Regions from separate parts of the Rattus norvegicus genome. Here all the other regions are linked to region 1. A link is a contact called in public Hi-C data. All regions are on one chromosome and are shown on one strand. The core of a region is the stretch at or near the end of the contact, and the rest is flanking DNA. Distances in the headings are between cores, read along the strand shown.

Evidence for each region. A called contact is a pair of places that touch in the nucleus more often than the background predicts.
Region 2: a contact with region 1 is called in a Hi-C map of liver, with 4 times the contacts expected there. The contact joins the enhancer-like site here to the promoter of Irx3 in region 1. A contact is called at or near these places in 5 of 12 Hi-C or Micro-C datasets (Schwann cells, frontal cortex, hepatocytes and 2 more) and 1 of 1 datasets of contacts at active chromatin or transcription factors (oligodendrocytes).
Region 3: a Hi-C map of hepatocytes shows a contact between it and region 1, with 2.8 times the contacts expected there. The contact joins the enhancer-like site here to the promoter of Irx3 in region 1. A contact is called at or near these places in 8 of 12 Hi-C or Micro-C datasets (Schwann cells, frontal cortex, hepatocytes and 4 more).

The regions. Positions count from the first base shown.
Region 1 is chr19:31,382,539-31,386,955 of GRCr8, reverse strand. It overlaps Irx3 (iroquois homeobox 3), which reads right to left and starts at 1,838. Exons shown (of 4, transcript NM_001395133.1): 1 at 1,158-1,838; 2 at 1-991. The coding sequence starts at 1,433.
Region 2 is chr19:31,793,207-31,797,623 of GRCr8, reverse strand. All of the region lies in intron 1 of Fto (FTO, alpha-ketoglutarate dependent dioxygenase), which reads left to right. Among named protein-coding and RNA genes, the nearest start is that of Fto, 70 kb to the left of the region's middle. Within about 2 kb of position 2,338, at least 11 of the 93 cell types and tissues checked have an H3K27ac peak or open chromatin away from gene starts, as enhancers often do. A contact at or near this core is called in hepatocytes and liver, where this site is marked.
Region 3 is chr19:31,653,182-31,657,598 of GRCr8, reverse strand. The region is part of intron 8 of Fto (FTO, alpha-ketoglutarate dependent dioxygenase); the gene reads left to right. Among named protein-coding and RNA genes, the nearest start is that of Fto, 210 kb to the left of the region's middle. Within about 2 kb of position 2,273, at least 11 of the 93 cell types and tissues checked have an H3K27ac peak or open chromatin away from gene starts, as enhancers often do. A contact at or near this core is called in hepatocytes and liver, where this site is marked.

The sequences.
Region 1 (4,417 bases), core at 589-3,088:
CCGGCGGGCCTGGGAAAGGCCTGTTGGTCCAAGCGGGGAATTTGCCAAGCGGCGCCGACACCAGTCTGTGTGCTGCAGCAGCCGCTGCGGCGGCCGCGGGCGAGAGCTGCAGCGTCGGGGGCGCAACGGCTGCCCCGGGAGGAGAACCTCCGGCTCCGGGAGGCGATCGACGTGGGTTGTCCGGGCTAGTGGCCGTCTCGGCCAGTGACCAGATCTTGGGCTTCTGGAGGGTGGAGGAGGGCGCCGGTGCCGGAGCGCAGGGGTCCAGGCCGGAGGGTGGAGAAGGTGGAGACGCAGGAGCCCTGGCCACGGGCGGTGGCGCGGGAGCCAAGCTCAGGACGGACAGTGGTCGCTCCTCCAAGCTTTCGGAGCTGTCGTCCGAGTCGCTATTTTTGCAGTCTGAAATGGGTCCTAGGCCGAAGTCTCCGTTCCTATGCGCCGTCCCAGCCAGGGTTAGTTCCGACCCGGCTGCCGCGCTGTCTAAGTTTTCCAAATCGATCTCCTCATCCTCGTCGTCGTCGGCCAGGCCCTCGCCCCCCGTGTCCTCCTCCTCTCCTGCGAGCTCCTCCTCCTCCATCTCCAGCTCGCGTTTGCCCTCTTCCTCGTCTTCCTCTTCGTCCTCCTCCTCCCGCTCGCTCCCATAAGCATTGCCCTCCTCGTCCGTGCGACTACGGGGAGCCCACGTCATCTTGTTTTCCTTCTTGAGGCGCCGGCGCGCGTTGGCGAACCAGGTGGACACCTGGGTGAGGGTCATTTTGGTGATGATGGCCAACATGATCTTCTCGCCCTTGGTGGGGTACGGGTTCTTGCGGTGTTCATTGAGCCAGGCCTTAAGCGTGCTTGTGCTTTCCCGGGTGGCGTTCTTGGGACGGGACGGGTCCCCGAACTGGTACTGGCCGTAGGGGTAGAAGGCGGGGTGCGGGTGCGGGAACGCGGCGGCCGTGGCCGGATGCTGGACCCCAGGGCTGTCCTTCAGCTCATACTGAGCGCCCTGTGCGCACATGGAAAAGGAAGGGGACACGCGCGGGGGGAGCACGAGTGAGCTCCTGCCGTCGCCACCTCTATCCTCCCGCCCGGACCCCGGCTTTCTTCTGCACCCTCACCTTGCCCCACACCCCAACTCCAACCCCTCTTTCCCGGGTTTCTCCGGATCTTACCAGCTGTGGGAAGATGGGCAGCTCCGTGGCGTAGGGCAGGAAGGCGCCGTACCCCTGGGCGGCGGCGGCGGCTGCTGCGGCCGCGGCGTAGGGTGCCCCGTACACGGACGAAAGCACATTGGATAGGGACCCCGAGGCGGCCAACTCGGAGGCTCCGGCACCCGGACCGCTCCGGCCCCCAGCGCTACTGCCACCTCCGCCGCCGCCCGCGGCTGGCGGGCGCTCGGGTGGGTAGAGCGGGCGGATGTACTGGTATCCGAGCTGGGGGAAGGACATGGTGGCCCGCGGCGCACCTACGGACTGGGGGCCGGGCCCCCCGGGCCGCCGTGCTCAGCGCCGGACGCCGGCTCCGGAGAGCATCGGGGGCTGGGCCGAGCCCGGGCCGCGCTGCGTCGCGCTCCGCGTTCGCCTATTGATCTGCTCGGCGGCGGGCGACGGTGGCGGCGGCGGCAGCGAGGAGTCAGGTCAGGTCCGAACAGATTGGCCGAGATTCCCTGGGCTCCCGGCTCTGATTGACATTTCTACGGGGCCTCAAGCCCCTCCTCTCTGCGCAGCACTCCCTCCTCTAGGCCGGGCGAGCCGCTCTGCGCTAGGCGCTCAGTTCTGCCCTCCTCTCCCGGAGCTGTGTCGCGCCTCGCTTCCTTCGCCCTCCTCTAGTTTACACTCTCCTCCTGTCCTGTCCTCTCCCCTCCCCTAGCTGCGTCCCCCTCACCCCACCCCTGGCCGCTTCCGCTCCCGAGGCTCCTTCGCAGTTCTGGACGCTGGGAAACTGCGGTTCTTTTTCCTTTTTTCCCTTTCTCACGGTTGCTTTTGCTCACCTCTCTGCTCTCTTCACTTTTCCTAGTCTGACTCCTCTCTTTTTAAATCTACTCTCTCATTTTCTTTTCCCCCCTTCCCCGGTCTCCGCACCCTGGGCTAAGGCGATCTAAAGTTGAAGACACTTAGAATGCTGTGCGGGGGGTGTGTGTCCGCGTCAGTGTCTGTGTGTCTGTCTCCGCCCTTCCACCCCCTCCCTCACCCTTCCCCAAATCTCGAGTCTGACGTCGCGCCCTCTTATTCGACTTTTCCTTGCGTCTCCTCCTGGAGTCGCCAATCACCCGGGAGCCTTCTGGGCGAGGCGGCCCTCCCCCGCGAGTTCAGAGCGCCGGGCGGGGCGGGGCGGGACTGGACTCAGTCTCTTCCCGCCCCCTCCTGCCCTCACTGGGAGGGGAGAGCCCAGACCACGAGTGGCGGGTTAGTACAGGGTCACCTAGCCCCTTCGGTCTTCCAACTTCTCAATTCTCAGCCCCCTTCGAAGCTTTAGTTCCGGGATGGGACGGGACCCTAAACCAAGGCAGCCCCCACCCCCACCCGGGGAGTGGCTCTCTTTGCACTTTTCAGCTCTGGTCCCCTAGGACGCTCTCCATAGCCTAAACCTGCAACTGAAAGAGAGAACACGCTGCCTGGGAGTAGGGAGAGCTTAGGTTCCGAGCTTTAAAAGACCTATTCTGTGCAGGGTCGGGGGAGGGCGGGGAAACCCTGCAGTTTGTTCCATTTACACCTCCGGGGTACCTCGGTCAGAATCCTCACTTAGAAATAGTGAGTTTGGCGCCTAGGTGATCTCGCGAACAAGCAAGGAGTTGGTGGAGCTCCTGACTGTGGGGCGGGGGAGGAGCAGAGGAGCAAAGAGCCTCACTGCCGAGGCTCTGGGAACTTTCCGAAAGCTCTTCGAGAAGTTTCTATATTGGTGTGATTTTTTTTTTTTTTTGGTCGATCGAGACCATTCATTTCACTATCCCCTTTCCGCTCTCTGGTCCCCCAAACCCAGTGTTTTCTTTGGGCGAGAATCCCCCAGAGTCCTAGAGGGTGTGCATTGTGGGGGCGGGGAGCAAGACTGGTTTTAGGGTAGGGTATTTCCTAAATCTAACTTGCAATGTCCAAGTGCCCACCTTCACGGATTAGGGTGTGCAGGGGAAGGCCACACTGAAATCCCGGAATAGCTGTAGCTCCCAGATAAGCGACTTAGGCTGCAGCGGTGACCCACGCGTGGGCCAGGCCTGCTGTGGGCCTGCGGCCTGGACAACTCCCGGGCTGCGATTCTTTAGTAGAGGGAAGAGTCTTACAGGCAGAAACACCACCCCTGGGCCTCCAATTGATCTAAGAATCAAATCGGAATTCTGCCAGCTTGGAGGGGTCTGAGGATACTGGGCTGGCCCAACTCTGCTATAAATACAGTTAAGGAATGAATTTCTTTCGCCCTGGACCTGGACTCCAGTTTTGACCCATGTCCCACCTCTGGCTGCATTCCGCCCGCCTTCGAACTGGCCTTAGGCTCCAGGAGGTACTAACTCAAAAAATTAGTGGAAGAAACACAAGCAGAAGTTGGGGGAGCTAGCAGGTCTAAAGTTTGATGTCAGCATCTGGAGTCTTCCTAAATTGAATCCGGGCAGCTTCTCTATCATTTCCTGGCCCTCCTTGCCTGGTGCTGGAGGTTGGTTTTAGGTGAGCCTGGACAGAGGAGGCACAATAGGATCAGCTCAGGCCTTCGAATGCGTTCCCCCTGCCTGATTCCGTTTCTGGTTAAATCTGTCTCAAGAAGCCAGGGCTCACCTGCTCAGGAAAAGGTCTTAGGGTTGTAGAATCTAGGCGACATTATTTTCCAGGATCGTTCCTATGTATAGGACCGTGAGTCTTGCTAGACAGCCTTGACGACGACCTACATAGTGCTGGACCAGACCAATGGGCGACAGAGCCAGATTCCAAAGTGGGCAAACGGGTTTCGCTGTGCTTGCCTGGTTGAAAACGCGAGTATTTAATTCCGTTTTTGTTTTTCAGAAGGGAGAGAAAAATAAAACGCAGCACCCCACAGCAACGACCCACAAGAGCCTCTGACATGCTCCTTTTTCGTTAACCAGCTATCGACCTGGTTGTGTCCGATTGCGGACTGAGAGAAAGAACACAGGAAGAGCCAGGCTGTTCTCAGGAAGGACTCACGCCGGCCAAGGGGCCGTCCCTGGCCCAGAGTGTGAACCTCTAGACCCGGACATGAACCTAAGAACTTCGCTTAATTAGATCCCTCCAGGCATCCCAGGCCCAGGGTAGAAACAGCTACCCGTGACCAACTGGGAAGGGCTTTGGTCTGGCCCTGAAATCCTCACTCCACGTCGGGACTCAGTATCCCAAGCGACTGAGTCGCAGCATGGCTGTTTCCTCAACCTGGGACCAGGCCAGTGGAATTCAGCTCTTAGACTAAACTCGAGAATCCGCGGATAGCTGAACCT
Region 2 (4,417 bases), core at 1,089-3,588, 410 kb before region 1:
CATGGGATTTTAATTTTCTCCATGGCTGTAAGTTAGGCTCCATTTAATTCTTTGTGGTTTTACAAGCCCTTCTAGGCTCCCACTATTTCTATGCCAACAATTTTATCATTTACAGAGCACGATCAGAATTAACTGACAGAAGACTGAACAGGCTGGAAATAAGTTGAAAGCAAGAAATACTTTGTCGGGCCATTAGCTTGTGCTCCGTGACTGGAGGGAGCCTGTTTACCATATCTTTGCTTTGATTCTCTTATTCCTACAGCTGGCATAGTGCCCTCCGCTCTCCTGTGTCTGCCGAAAGATGAAACGAGAGCTCCTAGGAATAACTCTGCTTGTATTTATTTTCTTGGCCCCCAATAAATGTAAGGTGTGGTTTTAATCACCTAGGGTGGCTAAGGAGCTTCCCCTGTTGACTCCATGATGAACTGTAGGGAACTTAACGGGAAGATGTTACAAGCTGGGGTCTCTCGGACTTTGTCACTCATGCTGGGAGGACACACATACATATCATTTGGATTTCCGAGACAGAGTTTCTCTGTGTAGCCCTGGCTGACCTAGACTTCACTCTGTAGACCAGGCTCGCCTCAAACTCACAATATCTGCCTGCCTCTGCCTCCCGAGTGCTGGGGTTAAGAACATTTGCTCTGAGCAGGGCTTTCTTTGTGAGTTCCAGCCCCCACTTTGAAGCGCCTCCCACTTTGCTGCTCCTGCTTCTGCCCACAAGCCTCTGCTCACATCTGTGTCTGTCGATGGTGCATGTATGGATTTGGGTACAGGAAGCTGTGACAAGAGGTTGTTTCTGTATAGCAGCCTCCCAAGGAACAGAGGCATGGACTCGAAGCTAAGCTCTAGAGGCGGGCTTCTGAAGCAATGTTTTGGACTAGCTTGTCAAGGAGCCCCACATCTGCCACATGTGGGCAGGATAGGAATCGGGAAGCCATCATCAGTACAGTCTGTTTGTGAAGACAGACAGCTGTGGTAAAGCCAGAGACAGCCAGAAAAAAGGAAGGTGCCACCATGACAAGTGGTGTTTAAATGGAATGACTTTGTGGCCTTTTCTGGCCTTGTGCTGAAAATCCAGTGTTTGGACAACTACTTTGCAGAGAAAGCCCAAGCCTCACCATGGTGATTATTTTCTTTCTACCTTCTGAGTCTCTTGTATGGGGCCCCGGGCCTGGTGAGGGCTGATACTCACCCAGAGCCTTGGCTGCAAACCAGCATTTTGTTTCTTTCCCAGCATAGCAAATAGCTAGCAGGTACTGTTTAAGTATGTGGTCAGTGCTGTTGACTCCTTTGTTCTGTGTCACTGAGGCACTGTGCTCATTACTGTCCCCTCTGGCTCCCGGAGCTCTAGAGGCTACAGTTTGGTCTCCACCCCCTGGTTCAGGCCCAACTCCTGCCTCCCTGTGCCTTCTCAGTGGTCTTCTCAGGGTCTGGCCCTCTGACCTCCAGTCTTGGTTCCTTTGAACTGAACCATATTATAAATATATTAGAGTTAAAACACAGGGCAACAAATTAAACAGACTCTCTCTCTCTCTCTTTCTCTCTCTCTCTCTCTCTCTCTCTCTCTCTCTCTCTCTCTCAGTCACTCACTCAACAAAATTATGCCTTCACTGTGTTCCTGTCCTTCTCAAAAGCCTTTTGTGGCTGCTTATTACATTCAGGACGGAATCCAGACCCCTCAGCCAGACTCTCTGGACCTTCCATATCAGGGCACGGTCTGTCATCCCCGCCTTATCTCCCGCTCTCCCCTGCTGAAACCGACGGTTAGCCAAAGGTCTAATCACTGATGCTTGATCAGCGGCTTTGATTACTGACTTTTTAGCTCTGCCGCCCTATTACCTGTCGATCTGTTTTCTGCTTTCTTCTTCTCCTCATCACCTTGGCACATGGTTCTTCTCTCCTTTGTTCAGACTTCTTAAAGCACTATTTACTGAGGCGTTTTTATTTTATTACCCGCACTGTTAGTTTTCTTTTCCTGTTTTTCATGTAGGCAGTATAAATATTTGTTATGGATTGATTGATCTGTTGATTCTGCATGGCTTTGACATCCACTTGCTTGGGAAAGGGGGAAGGTAGAGGGTCAATGTGGGGCTGAAGCAGAAGCCTGTGTCTGTGACTTTGTCCTTTTGATTTCTAGTGAAAGGACAAATTAACTATTTGCTTTGAGCAAACTAACGCAGTGTTTTGTGGGTTTAGTATCTGAAAAGGACCCAGGGAGGGAAAGCCTGGGAGTTGAGCTCTTCCCTGTTTGCCAGGCTGGATGAGCTTCTCCCTGCCACAGCCTTGCAGTTTGCTTAAGCGAGGGTTGTGAAATCACAGTGGAATTTGTGGTTGCCTGCTGAGGAGGAGGAAGAGAGGTTCTGAGTAAATCAGACATGCAGATTAGTAAGGCATGGGCTCTAACAGATCATACAATAAGCCCCAAGAAATTCATTTCATCATCTTTCTGCAGGGCGACAATGTGTATGTATGTACACATGTGTACATGTGCTTGTTATGTGTTTGTATGCATGTGTATGCATGTACTTTGTGTGTGTACGTGAAAGCAGCTAATTGTACATTTTCTTTAGTCTAGAGTTCTCAAACTTTTTTTCCCAGCCCTTTTGTACTAAAGTTTATTTAGAATCCCCAAACCTCTTGTTTCTGTAGAAGCTTGTCTGCTGGCAGCTACTGAATCACAAAATAACTTTATTCATTTAATAGTAGCAGGGACTGTGACTTTTTTTTATATAAAAATAAGTTTTCCAATACCAAAATGTATCAGAAAGAGTGACTGTTTTTACATATTAGCAAATCTTTGTATTGTCTAGCACAGTAAAAGCTGGGTTCTCGGAGCTGATGTTGTATCTAGTTGTTCTGCTGTATTGTTTTGCTGGAGGCGTATGAGGAAGATCCAGTCTTCCTCAGGTATTGAGGCGGGGGTATTTGAGTGGGCTTCATTGATAATTCACTGAACCTTGACGAGGGTCAGCTTATTTTTTTCATTTTTACTTTATTTAGTTTTATAATGGTAGTTTTTTAATTAACAAATGATTGTGTAAATGGAGCGCATCGTGATGTTATATCTGGTACCTGCATATATTGTGAGATGGTTAAGTGAGGCTAATTAGCATACCCTTCCCTTGATTATCATTTAGAACCTGGCCTTTTAACAACTTAGAGATGGTAAATTGATATGAACTAGAGTCACCAGGGCTTACTCCTGTGTCCATCCAAACTTGGTGACTCAGTGACATTGGGTTCTCCTTTCTATCCCTGATCCGGATGGCTCTTCTCTCCTGAGTGTCCACAGGCAAGGTCATGCATTCTCTTCCAGCACAGAGTAAAACAGGCAAATACTAACGTTACTAGAAGAGTATCGATCATGAGGAACCTTTGCCAAACCCCCAGACTAGAGACCAATTAGGAAGAGTTCAACAGCAACGCAGGGTAGAAGAGTTTTAGTGTTTGTTTCTTCAAGGCTAATTTCTTTTCCATCCTGGAGCTTAGCCATCAAAAGGAGAAAAGTATTTCTTTCCTATTCTTCATTTCTTAGCGTAGGGTTTAGGGTTAGGGTTAGGGTTAGGGTTAGGCTTTGTTTATCATTTTTAAAAATTTAGCGTTTAAACTTGTATTTAGTTTTGTTTTGTGTGTAGGGGTGTTAGCGTCCACATGTGTGCCTGTGCACCACCTGAATGCAGGGCCCACAGAGATCAGAAGAACGCATCAGGTGGGTGTGAGGCAGCGTGAGGATGGCAGGATCCGAACCCCGGTCCTTTGTAAGATCAGGCAGCTTCCAACAGCTGATTGGTCCTTCTGACCCTTATTCTTTATTAAAAACAACAACAACGGGGGGAGGTCTTGTCTTGTTTTGTTTTTCCAGATCTGTTTCAGTAATAATAAATGCTCAGCTTAAACCACCGTGATTGCTGTTGCTCCTGGTGTTTGCTGGGAAATTAGACACTGAGTGCTGCAGACATGGCAGAGACTGGGCAGGTGGGTGCTCCTGCTGCAGGCACCGGCTGCTGGGGACTTTTGTAAGGGAAGCCTGCTCCAGAGCAAGGCGTCCCCCCCCCTGTCCCCGTGGGCAACAGGCACTCTTTCTTTCCGTCGTGGCCCCACCACGAGCCTTTGCCCGAGTGTGCTCGCTTGCGTGTGTCTGGAGCTCCAGAGAGCAGCTTCCTTCGCTGCTGACCCGGGTAGACTGCAGACGCGAGGCAGCAATTAAGCGGTCATGTAATAGAAGACTCCCAATTTGCCAGTTTCTTTTTTTAACTTCTTGGGTGGTTGGGGTGCATCATTGAAACAATTATTACATTTACTCAAGAGTTTGTCCTTTCTATTAAAAAAGATCCCAGCCAAGTGCCTTAAGGTGAAGCGGAGGGGATTGTGTAACAGAGGCTCTGCAGACTGGTCCTTATTGTTTGAGAAGACT
Region 3 (4,417 bases), core at 1,024-3,523, 270 kb before region 1:
GAGTCGTTGGCTGATCTTCTGGACAGTACTTCTTAACTTGTGTGAGAAAAGAGTTACTCACTCATCGGCTTATTCAGCAGGTATTTCCTGGGGGGCTGCTGTTCTCCAAGCCCTGCTCCAGGCTTTGGAAAGACAGCCGTGGGCATAACTGAAGAGCTGCCTCCTCCTTACGGAGAGCTTCTCCTCTCCTTGGGGGTGGGAGGGTGGTAGGCACTGTTTACCCTGGGCGAGCCTGCATAGTGTGTCTGTAAAATGCACAGAGCTGAGTAAACAGCTCTCAACAGATCTGAACCAAAGCCATCCCGTTCAGTTTAAAGATAGCAAATTGTCCTGTCTGGGCTTCCCCATACGTGGTCACTTGAGATGACTCTTTCCTTTGTAGTTGTAGAGGCCCCCAGAGAACAGCAGTATCCTCAGGAGCACCGGCCCAGGGATTCCACACTAATTGTCACTTACCTGCTCCCTGGCTACAGCTTACTTTCCCAGACATTTGCCACCTTTTAACACCTTCACTCTAAGAAAGGTTTAAGTTGAGTCCAAGTGTTGTATTGGGAAATCCCCCTGAAGAGAGCACTTGTAAAACCACACCTGTGACATAGGTGTTGGGGATTATGGGTGACAATGGGCTGTCCTTTATCAATGGTTGTTATTGTTGCTGTGACTGGTGTGAGTCACTTGTCGGTTCTGTAAATATTTACTGAGTTCCTAGCTGGTACTGTCCTAGACCCTGGGGCAGCAGTGATGAGTAACCCCTGATTAGAAGGGGATTGTGTAACACAGAGCAACAAATACACAGAAAGAGAATGAGTCACAACTTCATGGAAACCCGGGTCCCAGAGAGGAAAGATGGGGATTCTCCTCAGGTGCTCTAGAGTGACTCACAGTAAGCCGGCCTCTGTGAGGATTACCCATCCTCTGCAACACCGTGCTGGCTGCTGGTTGGTAAATAAACTGCCCACCCTTGAGAATAAGCAGGAAGGAAAGAAAACCATGTTTAATATGGTATAGGGCTTTGGATAGAACCTTGCATGAGATTCCTCATTCTCAGTTTTGAATGTAGGACAAAGCAGGTTTTTTTCCTAGAGCAAATTGTGTGACGATGACATAGTGGTTGTCCATGTAGGATCCAAATCATACCGTCGGGGCTTGAACTTGGCTCCACTTCCTAACTCTAGGAAAGGCACAACTGAAGATCGTACTAGACATGTTACTCAGCTTCCTCTGAACCTCACTTCTTCTGTTAGTAATTTACCTGGGGATAATGGTGGGACCTACTGTAAAACACCTAGGACAAAAACCCGACACACATGAGGTACTCCGTAAGGTCATCCTCATCATAGGTCAGGTGGAAGTTTGAATGCGAATGACCCTCGTAGGCTTGTGTGTTTGAATGTCTCATTCCCAGTTGTTCTGGAAGGATTAAGAGGTGAGGCCTTGGAAGAGATGTGGTCTTGGAGGAGGTGTGACCTTGTCAGGGAAGGTAGGGTAGATCTGGAGGTTTCAAAAGACCCTTGCCAGGTTCAGTCTGTATGGCTCCTCCTCAAGGATCAAATGCCCAGCTCTCAGTTACTGCACCAGCACCATGTCTTCCTGCCATGTTGATCCTGGAGTCATGTACCTCCAGTTTAAACGCTCTCTCCTATAAGTTGCCTTGGCCATGATGGTGTCTTCTCACGGCAATAGAATAGGGTCCAGATGGACCAAAAGAACAAAGTGAAGAATGAACGCAGTCCGTCTTTCAAACTGCCCTCTCCTTTGACAAAGTGTCTTGATGCCAAGTCCCACTTGATGCCAGCAAGTACCCAGACCTGGTACTGCTGAATGGGGTTTGGAGAGGAAGCCTAACCTGGGCTAGTTCTTCTCTGGGCTTGGGCTAGGTATTCTTACCTATAATTGACAGATGTACGTATGGCTCCAAGCTTCCTTAGCATCTGGGCGTAAAAATCTAGGCAGTCCACAGGCATTTTGGATCAATTCAACTTCACCTAAAATACAGCGTCTTGATCCACATGACCTCCAGGCAGAGGGCATCCTCCAGCCTGGGTCAAAGATCCTCAAGAGCAGCAATCATGGACATGGCTTTCTCCGTTCTTTCCTTAAAATCTGGGGTGGAGCCACTGTTAGCCCTAGTGACAGCCAGAACTAGCTGAGAACTTCTGAAGCTCCAGGAAATGTTCGGTGTTCTCTGTGACGAGATTGCAGCACAGGACACAGAGCACCTCGCCCAGGGCAGCTGCTGGTCAGTAGTAGAGATGCAACCTAAGCCAGCATGCCAGGCTCCACTGCTGGGAGCACAGCGGCCAAGCCGTCACACACATGTCACCCAGCCACTCGCATGCTTCAGTATGTTGACTTCAGTCTCACGGTACAGGACATCCAGTGCTTTAGGCTCTTCCCTGCTGTGGAGGTAAGCAGGTGTGTGTCCGTAAATCGGTATTTCCTCTGCCAGCTGAACACACCTCCCCCTTCCAGCTCTGAGTGCATCTCTCCGTGAGGCAGTTGTCTGCAGCCCATGCTGTATGAGTCTCGCCGCCATTAGTCTTTTAATGGGAAGTCTCCACCTGTTATAGCTATGTTGTTTCTTTTGTATTGATCGCAATCTTTTCAGAAGAGAGTGGGGAGGAAGATGAGAACATCCAAGTTTAGCCTGCAAGACCCTGTACACCTTCCAGGTCAGGTAATTTCGGGGCTGTGTTAATCAAGGCCGAGTCGAGCAGGTGCCCTGAGGTGGAGGGGAGCGATTTCTCTGCTCCATCAGCTGCACAGTATGTTTATATCTAGGAAACAACTTACTACATGTGAAGAATAGTAATTTTATTCTATCTTAGGGGTGTCCCCAGTGTATTTTACAAATTTACTTTGGAATGAATATTCCAGGTTATAGATAAAAGTTTAACTGGTTTCGGGTTTCGAAAGTGCCAGGGTGGGGGAGAACAGCACTGCCGGCCTGTAGGGGACACTGTTGCATCATTTATCAGAATCCTCCAGTCTCTTGTCCTAGGACAAAAACAAAACAAATCTGAAAATGAAAATAGGCCAGTCACCTGAAAATTGCTCATTAAAACCGTTTGACGGGTCCCAGTTTCAGGCCTGCGTGTGGCTTCTCTGGTGTCGGTTGCTCGGGCAGCTCAGGATTCCAGGCACAGACGGAACCGGCTTGCCGTGTCAGGGAAAACACAGTGATTGGCATGACTTCTGATGAGCCGCCTCTGTTGCCACCCCTGGACTTTGTAATTTAATAAACATCCATGTTTTGTTGATCACCTTCATGGGCTCCTGAGATATGCCCGCACTGTTGAAAAGATTTCCTGGAAGAACCTTTTCAGAAATCTTGATTCTCTACCTTTTGTGCATCCTTCACTGCCAATGGTGTTTGTCTGTTTGTGCCAGTTGTAGTTCCTGGCAGGCTCCCCTGGGGTGGGGGTGAGGGGGCTGAGGTGTCACTATACCACCCAGCTCCCTGATAGCCTCTGGTTTGGTGCCCATCCCCTTCTGCTCTGTGGCTCTACCCACTTGCCCCATGGTTTAGCCACAACCACCCCCCCCCCACCTTCCTGTCCGGCTTGGCTTCTTCTGTCCCTGTACATGAGGCCTGCAAAGTGACTACCATGAAGCCTCAGAAAAGCCCAGTTTGTGCTGAGTGTGTGTGTGTGTGTGTGTGTGTGTGTGTGTGTGTGTGTGTGCGCGCGCACACACACACACACACACACACACACACGGCAATCACACTGCTAGCCTCCTCCGGTCCCTGTTTCACCATCAATTATGCCATGTGTTTCGTCCAGTTGGCGTTACCCTCCCAGTGTTAATTATAACCTACAAGACTGTTAGAGTTAATTTTATGGCAAGCATATTGTCTCTTCAAGGCTCCATAGCAGCTCATAAATTATCTTGAAGGTAAAATGTAACTTGGGGAACCAGTTATGAAAATTCCATCCATCTCGCTTAGAACTGCAGCTGCTACTGTCAGCTGCCTAGCTGCTGCATTGTGAAGGAATTATGGTGGGTCAGGTTTAAGAGGGTAGGCCCAGGCTGTCATGGAGGAGAAAGGCTGTCCTGGCCCTGTCAGACAAGTGCCTTCTGCCAATCCCTAGTGGTTTCACTTTAGAGGCAGACAGAGGCAGGTAGCGCAGGTGGACAGTCCCCAAGCTGTCTGTATTCATTACTTTACAGAGACTTGCAGGTAGGTAGGCAGGGCCTTTCCTCCCCTCTGTTGTCATGATGTTAGGCATCACCCACAAAATGTGAGGGAAATAACTTTATAACTCACCCCGGCTTGGTCCAGGAGACTGGCCAAGCACTGGGGAGGAATCTCCAGGGCCAGCCCCTCCATCAGCCCCTTGCTGGCCTCCCACACGGTGATTCCTATCTTACAGAAGCCCCAGGCTTGAGTGAGCATTTTATTTGTGGTTGTTAT